2 separate regions of the Anas platyrhynchos genome follow, and region 2 is linked to region 1. Evidence: chromatin contacts called from public Hi-C data. All regions are on one chromosome and are shown on one strand. The core of a region is the stretch at or near the end of the contact, and the rest is flanking DNA. Distances in the headings are between cores, read along the strand shown. Region 1 has its middle 30 kb from the start of CD58. Region 2 overlaps SLC22A15 (solute carrier family 22 member 15).

The links. Hi-C and Micro-C count contacts between places; a contact is called where the count stands out from the background.
Region 2: a contact with region 1 is called in a Hi-C map of liver, with 3 times the contacts expected there. The contact joins two enhancer-like sites. A contact is called at or near these places in 3 of 8 Hi-C or Micro-C datasets (liver, skeletal muscle and subcutaneous adipose tissue).

Annotation. Positions count from the first base shown.
Region 1 is chr1:84,921,866-84,925,131 of IASCAAS_PekinDuck_T2T, reverse strand. No RefSeq gene overlaps it. Among named protein-coding and RNA genes, the nearest start is that of CD58, 30 kb to the right of the region's middle. Within about 2 kb of position 2,006, at least 8 of the 8 cell types and tissues checked have an H3K27ac peak or open chromatin away from gene starts, as enhancers often do.
Region 2 is chr1:85,059,663-85,063,179 of IASCAAS_PekinDuck_T2T, reverse strand. SLC22A15 (solute carrier family 22 member 15) reads left to right here. Exons shown (of 13, transcript XM_038185680.2): 9 at 1,202-1,322; 10 at 2,214-2,286. Among named protein-coding and RNA genes, the nearest start is that of MAB21L3, 9.9 kb to the right of the region's middle. Within about 2 kb of position 1,594, at least 1 of the 8 cell types and tissues checked has an H3K27ac peak or open chromatin away from gene starts, as enhancers often do.

The DNA of each region.
Region 1 (3,266 bases), core at 757-3,256:
TGGCCAGTGAAGCTAACTATACTCTGCCCAGTTACAGGGTCAAGCAGCGGTAGCATATTGATTAATGGTGTCAAAGTCTCTAGGGGATCTGTCTGCGATACAGCAGACACTTTACACTGCGTTCTGGGATCCGTAGTTCTGCCTTAGGCAAGCACTCCCAGTTTGTATGTGGGCAGATGCCTTGGCTTCGATATTTCAGAACGGGGCTTGCACAAGAGACTGCATTTGAATATAATCACGTTGTGTGTCACAGGAGAAACACAGCCTATAGGCAGCAAACTCTGGGCCTGTGACTGGTGCTCAGCTATGCAATTTCCTATTGCATGGTGTAGTCATTTTCAGACCTGCTGTCTCAGGCCTGTCTCACTCTCTGCTTTCCCTGTGTTATGAAACTCTAGAGACACTTCCCCTGCAAGAATAGTATTTGGTGCAGTAGGGGGGAAAGAAAAAAAAAAAAAAAAAAAAAAAAAAGGACTGATCAACACTGGTATCAACAAGCAGGTGTCTCGTATAGCAACAAAAGAACCAGCATCAATAATGGAGAGGGGAGAGAGAGAGAGAGAGAGATGCAATGAAGTGGAGAGAGAGAAGCCAATCAACTTAATGAAATAAGGCACAAGGTTAGAGAAGGGCTATTTATAGACTCCAACTGGTTCAGCCCTGTGCACTTAGAGGCTGGTTCAAACTGGCTCCTTAACAGCAGTAATAATCATTACAGAAAAGAAAGAGAAAAAAAGTGAAAGCTTGGAAAATTCACTGCCGGAGGTAAAGCTTTAGAGCCAGGGCTGGCTGGAGTCAGAAGTAACTGCATTACTGAGAGATTGAAAGGTTAATAGGAAACCAGCTGACACTGAAAGGGAACAATTAGAGAGGTTAAGGGGCTTAATATTAGATTAATGGTTGCCTGGAGGAAGAAAAGCAGAGATTTCAGGAAAATGGAGAACGGAGCAAAGAAGGCTGTTTTTCATGGACAGAGAGACCCAGGTCTGCTCCTGCCACTCCCTGGATAAGCTGGAAGAAAGTCTCAGCCATTCCTTGCCATTCAGGCTCAGTCTCCTCTTCCTTCTCTCTTCCCTCCCATCTGTTTCTCTCTTTAACTCCCTTTGGGCTTGCTCTCCCCCTTTAAGTACTGTCTGTGTGGTCTTTTCTTAGTGTCTTCCTTGTGTTCCTCGTCCATTCCCCCACTGGCTCCTTAAAGGTCATAATAATAAAACCATGCTTAGAATTCCCATGGCCCTTTTCATTCCTCTTCAGCATGCTGCTCTCCAGAGGCAGGGGTGGTAGGGGTGGGACATAGCACTTTTATCTGCATTACCTGTGGCCAGGAGTCAACATTTCAAAGGGAAAAAAAAAAAAAAAAAAAAAGTATTGACAAAGATCAGATGACAGGTCTGTTCCCCAGCAAATTTCCCCTGACTAGATGGAAAATACTGTCATTGGTGAGGCCCTGACTATCAGAAGTTATTTTCAAAAGTTTTTTAGTATGTGTTGGACATACTGGAGAGAGTACTGAGATAGCAACATAGGAACTTATGGCATGCGTCAGTGGCATCCCAAAACCTAAAGGGAAGGTTGAATGTGATCAGGAGGGACATCCAGCACGTGGGCTGAGAGACCACAAGGAACACAACCCTGACAGATGAAGGTCCATGCGCACCTTGCTGCTGCATGGTGGTCTGAGCTCTGAAGGGACAAAAGGGTGAAACAGGCCCCTTAAAGGAGAGATAGGAGGGTGTACTATAGCTCAGAGGTTATGGATCTTCTCCACCAGGTTTCACTTTGTGCTGCAGTTGTAAAAAACAAGCAGTTTTGCGTTCCCTCACAGGATACGATGAGTAGAAAAGGGTTTTGGATGGACTCATGGGCTCTGCACAGTGCACAGACTCCATAGCCATAACCTGACCTGTCCTTTTTTCCCCTTGCTAATGTACTCAGTCCCGAGAGTCCCTGTACCTTGGTACCAGGAGAACCTTGTCACACAGCACCACCAGCTGCTGCTTAGGACTATGTTGGGAGCACTGGACTCCTCCCTGCACTACCCTGAAGCCCAAGGAAAAATCCTTCCTTCCCGCACCACCCGTGGCTGCTGCACGCTCAAGGATCTTTCCAAAGGCACGTGCTCCTCCCACGGGACAGGGGGAACTTTCCCCGAGTGCCTGGCCCTTGGCTGCTGCTCGTGGACTCAAGCAAGCGCAAGCTGGCTGGATCCATCTCTATCTTAGACTGCTTCCCACAGCACACCCTCTCCTCTGAAAATCTCCCTGGGCAAGATTAGAAACCAATGCACTCAGCACTTCCTTCTAGGGCTGTAAAAGCCAGGCTGGGGCTCAGACACTGTGCAGGCACCTGACAGAAAATTTTCCCCACTTGTGATAACGGCAGTGAGCGGTCCCAGCTTAGACGAGCTGTGGGCATTTGTGGCTCCAAAACACTTGAGATGCTGTGCTCTGGCTTAACGCAAGCTATGGAGGTCACCCATGGCCTTCCAAAGGGGAGAAGACCCAGGAGGCTCTGGCTGGCACCAGGGCAATTCAAGCTGGTTTCTTCATTTATTTGTGACAGCTGAGCACTGCTGGGATACTGCTGATTGATAGACAGACTAGAAATGCTGCCAGAAAAATACTCCGTGAACGTGTGTCTCTCTTCAATGCAGCCACATCTGCCTAAAATGAACAAGCCTGAAAGGAGAGGCTCTACCTCCCACCTTCCTGCCCTACACGGGGTCATTTCCCATGTCTAACACCCTGTGCCTGGCCATCCACATCCCTGGACACGCACCTCCACTTCAAAAGTCCTGATCTCCTCCTAGTGATGACTTCTGCCAGAGCCCAGGCATACCCAGCACCTTCAGCCCTCAGCGTCCTGGAGCTACAAGCACGTTTCGACTAAGGATCTCAGAGTGCTTTACAAACAGCCATTAATCCTCAAGCCATCCCCAGGAGCCAGGCCTGCAATTATTTGGCTTGCCGTTTATCTCTGGAACTCGCCGTGCTGTTCCCCGGGCCTGGGGATGAAGAAAGGTAAAACAATACCCACCATTTCATAACAAATTGCAAATTAAATCGACTCCAGCTCAACTGTTACCTTTTCCACAATCACCCCCTGCAGGCAAGAGCCTGAGAAAATGTAGCAACAGCTATTCTTTAACAGTTAGGTAAACTTTGACACAAAGCTTCAGTGAGGAGCTCCAAGCCAGACGGCCAACAAGTGGCAGATCTCTGACTACAGAAATCAGGAATCCTACCTCTTGGTTTCTTGTTTTATCG
Region 2 (3,517 bases), core at 345-2,844, 140 kb before region 1:
ATTTGTGTAAAGAAAGATTTTTTAAGAGGATAGAACTGCTGGATTTTGAGAAATCACCTGTGCGCTGAATTGCTAGTCAGACAGGAACAAAATGTCTAAGAAGCTTAGCAGTTTCTTAGTTTGCCAGAAGTAAGCACCACTCTCCTTACTAAGCACAATTTGTTCAAGGCAGTAACAGCTTATTCTATAGCCTTCCTTGTTAGCCATTTAATGTCTTCTGATGTACCAGGTATAAGCTCATAATCATTAGGCACTCTGACAAAGCTCTGAGCTGGATGGGATATTTGGTATGGTTCTGTGTGGCATCTTCCTGTCTCTTGTTTTTTCTTCCAAAGTAATCTTCTGAAGTAATAATGTTAGAAAGTATGTTATCATAGTGTCATATGTAACTATGACTGAATAGGGTACTAGTTACATTAAGTGGCCAGTGTCTTTTTTTTTTTTTTTTAGCGTCTGTCATTTTTTTCTTCAACTTGCCAAAAGATCTATTATAGTAGTTCAGTAATGGTAGACCAGAAAATGTGTGGGATTTTTTGTTGTTTCTTTTTTGTTTTGTTTCAGCTCTTGTTATGTCTATAGGATTTTTATCCTGCATTTCTAAAATTTGACATTCTAATAGGGTCTTCATGCAGGATTTTAACTCTACAGAGATGTCTCTGATTATAACACTGAGGACAAGGAAACAACAAAATCCTCTCAGTTTTTTTTTTTTTCTGGTCTCGAATAGTTCACTACCACAGTCTCTGGGACTGTTCTGTCATTTAATCCATTTTTCTCCTGTTGGCTCTTATTTGATAAAATGGAAATAATGTTGGGCTAGTAACAAGTCTACAATTAATTTAAAATGTGCTTTTTGAGTTGCTTTTTCATGGTGTGTTTTATGGAGAGTTTTTCCTCTTTGTACAAATTTAATTGCACAGATAAAGAAAATAAATCCGTAAACACAGAATATAAATTTTGTTGGATGACTTCTGCCACTGCTGCCTAAAAGAAGGCTCCTTGTATTCTCTTGAGTTTTGAGAGTTCTCCTGAAGGTACAAATCACCTCCAACAAATACTGGTCTTTAATAGAAAAACGTTTGCCTGCCATAGCAGATTCGTCAATAGATTGTTTTGCTCCATACTGTTGTGTGATTGAAGTGATTACTGAGATGTGATCTTCATAATGCTTTGGAACACTGAATTACTTTTTCTCTTTCAGATACTGGAGTGTTTGCAGTGGTGAACAGTCGTTCTCTTTCTTTGCTGGGAAAATTGACAATCAGTGCTGCATTTAATATTGTCTATATCTACACGTCAGAACTTTATCCCACAGTGATCAGGTAATGCAAGTTAATTTTAAGGCCTTCATTTTTCTGGTTCTTATATCAGGATCACCTTTTACTTGCCTTGCTTTTTTCTATCAAGTGTCCCTTTTCATTTGAGATGTTCACTTAACATACAATGTTTACCTGTAGAATCTTGTATACTAAACCTCTTCCCTTATCCTCTCCTCACCTCTGTCTCCCTCAAATCTGTAGTATTCTCTTCAGCATAACCATATTCTCTGTAACAGTAAAAATAACCCTCTTGGATGCTTGGTATGCTCACAGCCCTCTCTCCACTTGTGAGGATAACAATACAATTGTTTATCATTCTTTTTAATGAGTGGTATCTGTGGGTTTCTCACTGCTTTATAAACCAGACATCTCTTAAATGTTCATGCTTGGTTAACCAACAGTGCTGCAGATGACCTGTCAATAAGCTTTATAAAAGTAACTTGATGATACAGAGGAAGAAGTGCCCTGTGCTTGTGGTGACCAAGTAGAAAAAAAGCACCTATTATATGGGATTGAAACCAGTCCTATGGTGTTTTTCTTGTGAGTGGGCAGATCAGCTGATTTGGATAGAGGAATTCAGCCAAAATTTCAGGCAGAGATGAGATGTGTTGACTGAAATCACTCTTTGTCTCTTTACATGTGGACATATGTTAGAAATCTGAATTTGCAGGGTATTTGTGCTTCTCTCCGGTCGTATGTTTTGATGTTTTAATTCCTGTCTTCAGATGTTTTCAGTTGCATTTCACTTTTTGTTGCCAGTTAATGAGGTCAGGGTCATGACTGAGGCTTCTGGCTGATTAAGTCCTTTCTTGCACTTGCAACTTCTAACCCTTCTAAAGTCCTAGCTCATCCTATACAAATGTCACTGATTAATGATTTTTGCTTTTTTCTTAGGAATGTTGGAATGGGTGCCTGCTCCATGTTTTCCCGTGTTGGTGGAATCATTGCTCCTTTTGTCCCTTCATTGGTTTGTCTGAACTTCTCACTGTTTTAAATATTTTTGTTCTGTGGCTCTGATGCATCAGAAGCTTGCAGAAGTGGGAATATTTGGGGTAAATTATATAAGCTAACATCTGTAAATTGTATGTCTTGGACATTATCATGGTAGACTAAACACATTAGGATGTAATCTGTAATTAGAAAATCCCAGTATTTAGTTCAGAAGATACTTTAGTCCTATAAGAATTTTGGGACTTACAGTGGACCTCAGCAATATTGTCATTTGAAAATAACAAATTGATGATTCCTATTTTAAACAATAAGCATAGAATAACAAACAGAAAAGGTGGTTAAAAGAATAACTGCATCAAGATATCAAGATCAAAGGGTAAATGAGCACATTGGACCTTTTGTTAACCACTTGGTCAACCATAGCTTTGTGTAGCCTGGTGTAGTGTTGGCTGTAGCCCTGCTTTGAATTGGTGGTTAGGCTAGATGTTGTCCAGAGATCTCTTCTAACCAACACATCTTTGATTGTGTGTTACAAAGTGGTGTTGCCTTTGTTTAAAAAGTATGCTTTATGGATAAGAATTGAGTATGGATTCAGCAGGCATTCCTTTTAAAGTCCATCTCAAAATCTGTGTGGCTCTGATAGTATCGATGGTTTTGTCTGAGACAGAGTTAATTTTCTCTGTAGAATCATAGAACAGTTTGGGTTGGAAGGGGCCTTAAAGATCAAGTAATTATGAACACCATGACCCGTCTCTGTCATGGGCAGGGTCACTTTCCACTCAGGTAGGTTGCTCAAAGCTTCATCCAGCCTGACTTTAAACACTTCCAGGGTTAGGGCATCCACAGCTTCTCTGGGCAACCTGTTCCAGTGCCTCACCATCCTCATAGAAAATAATTTCTTCCCAGTATCTAATCTAAATCTTCCCTCTTTTTGTTTAAAGCCTGTACTATCTCGACACTATCTCCCTGTACTATCTCGACACTCCCTGCGAAGTGTCCCTCCCCAGCTTTCCTGTAGGCCCCCTTTAGGTACTGGAAGGCCACTGTAAGGTCTCCCCAGAGCCTTCTCTTCTCCAGGCTGAATAACCCCAACTCCCTCGGCCTGCCTTCATAAGAGAGGTGCTTCAGCCCTTTGATCGCCCTTGATGGCCCTCCTCTGGACTTGCTCTAATAGGCCTGTGTCTTTCTTGTGCTGGAGGCCCCAGAGCTGAACGTAGTACTCCAGATGGAGTACTACGTTCTCCAAG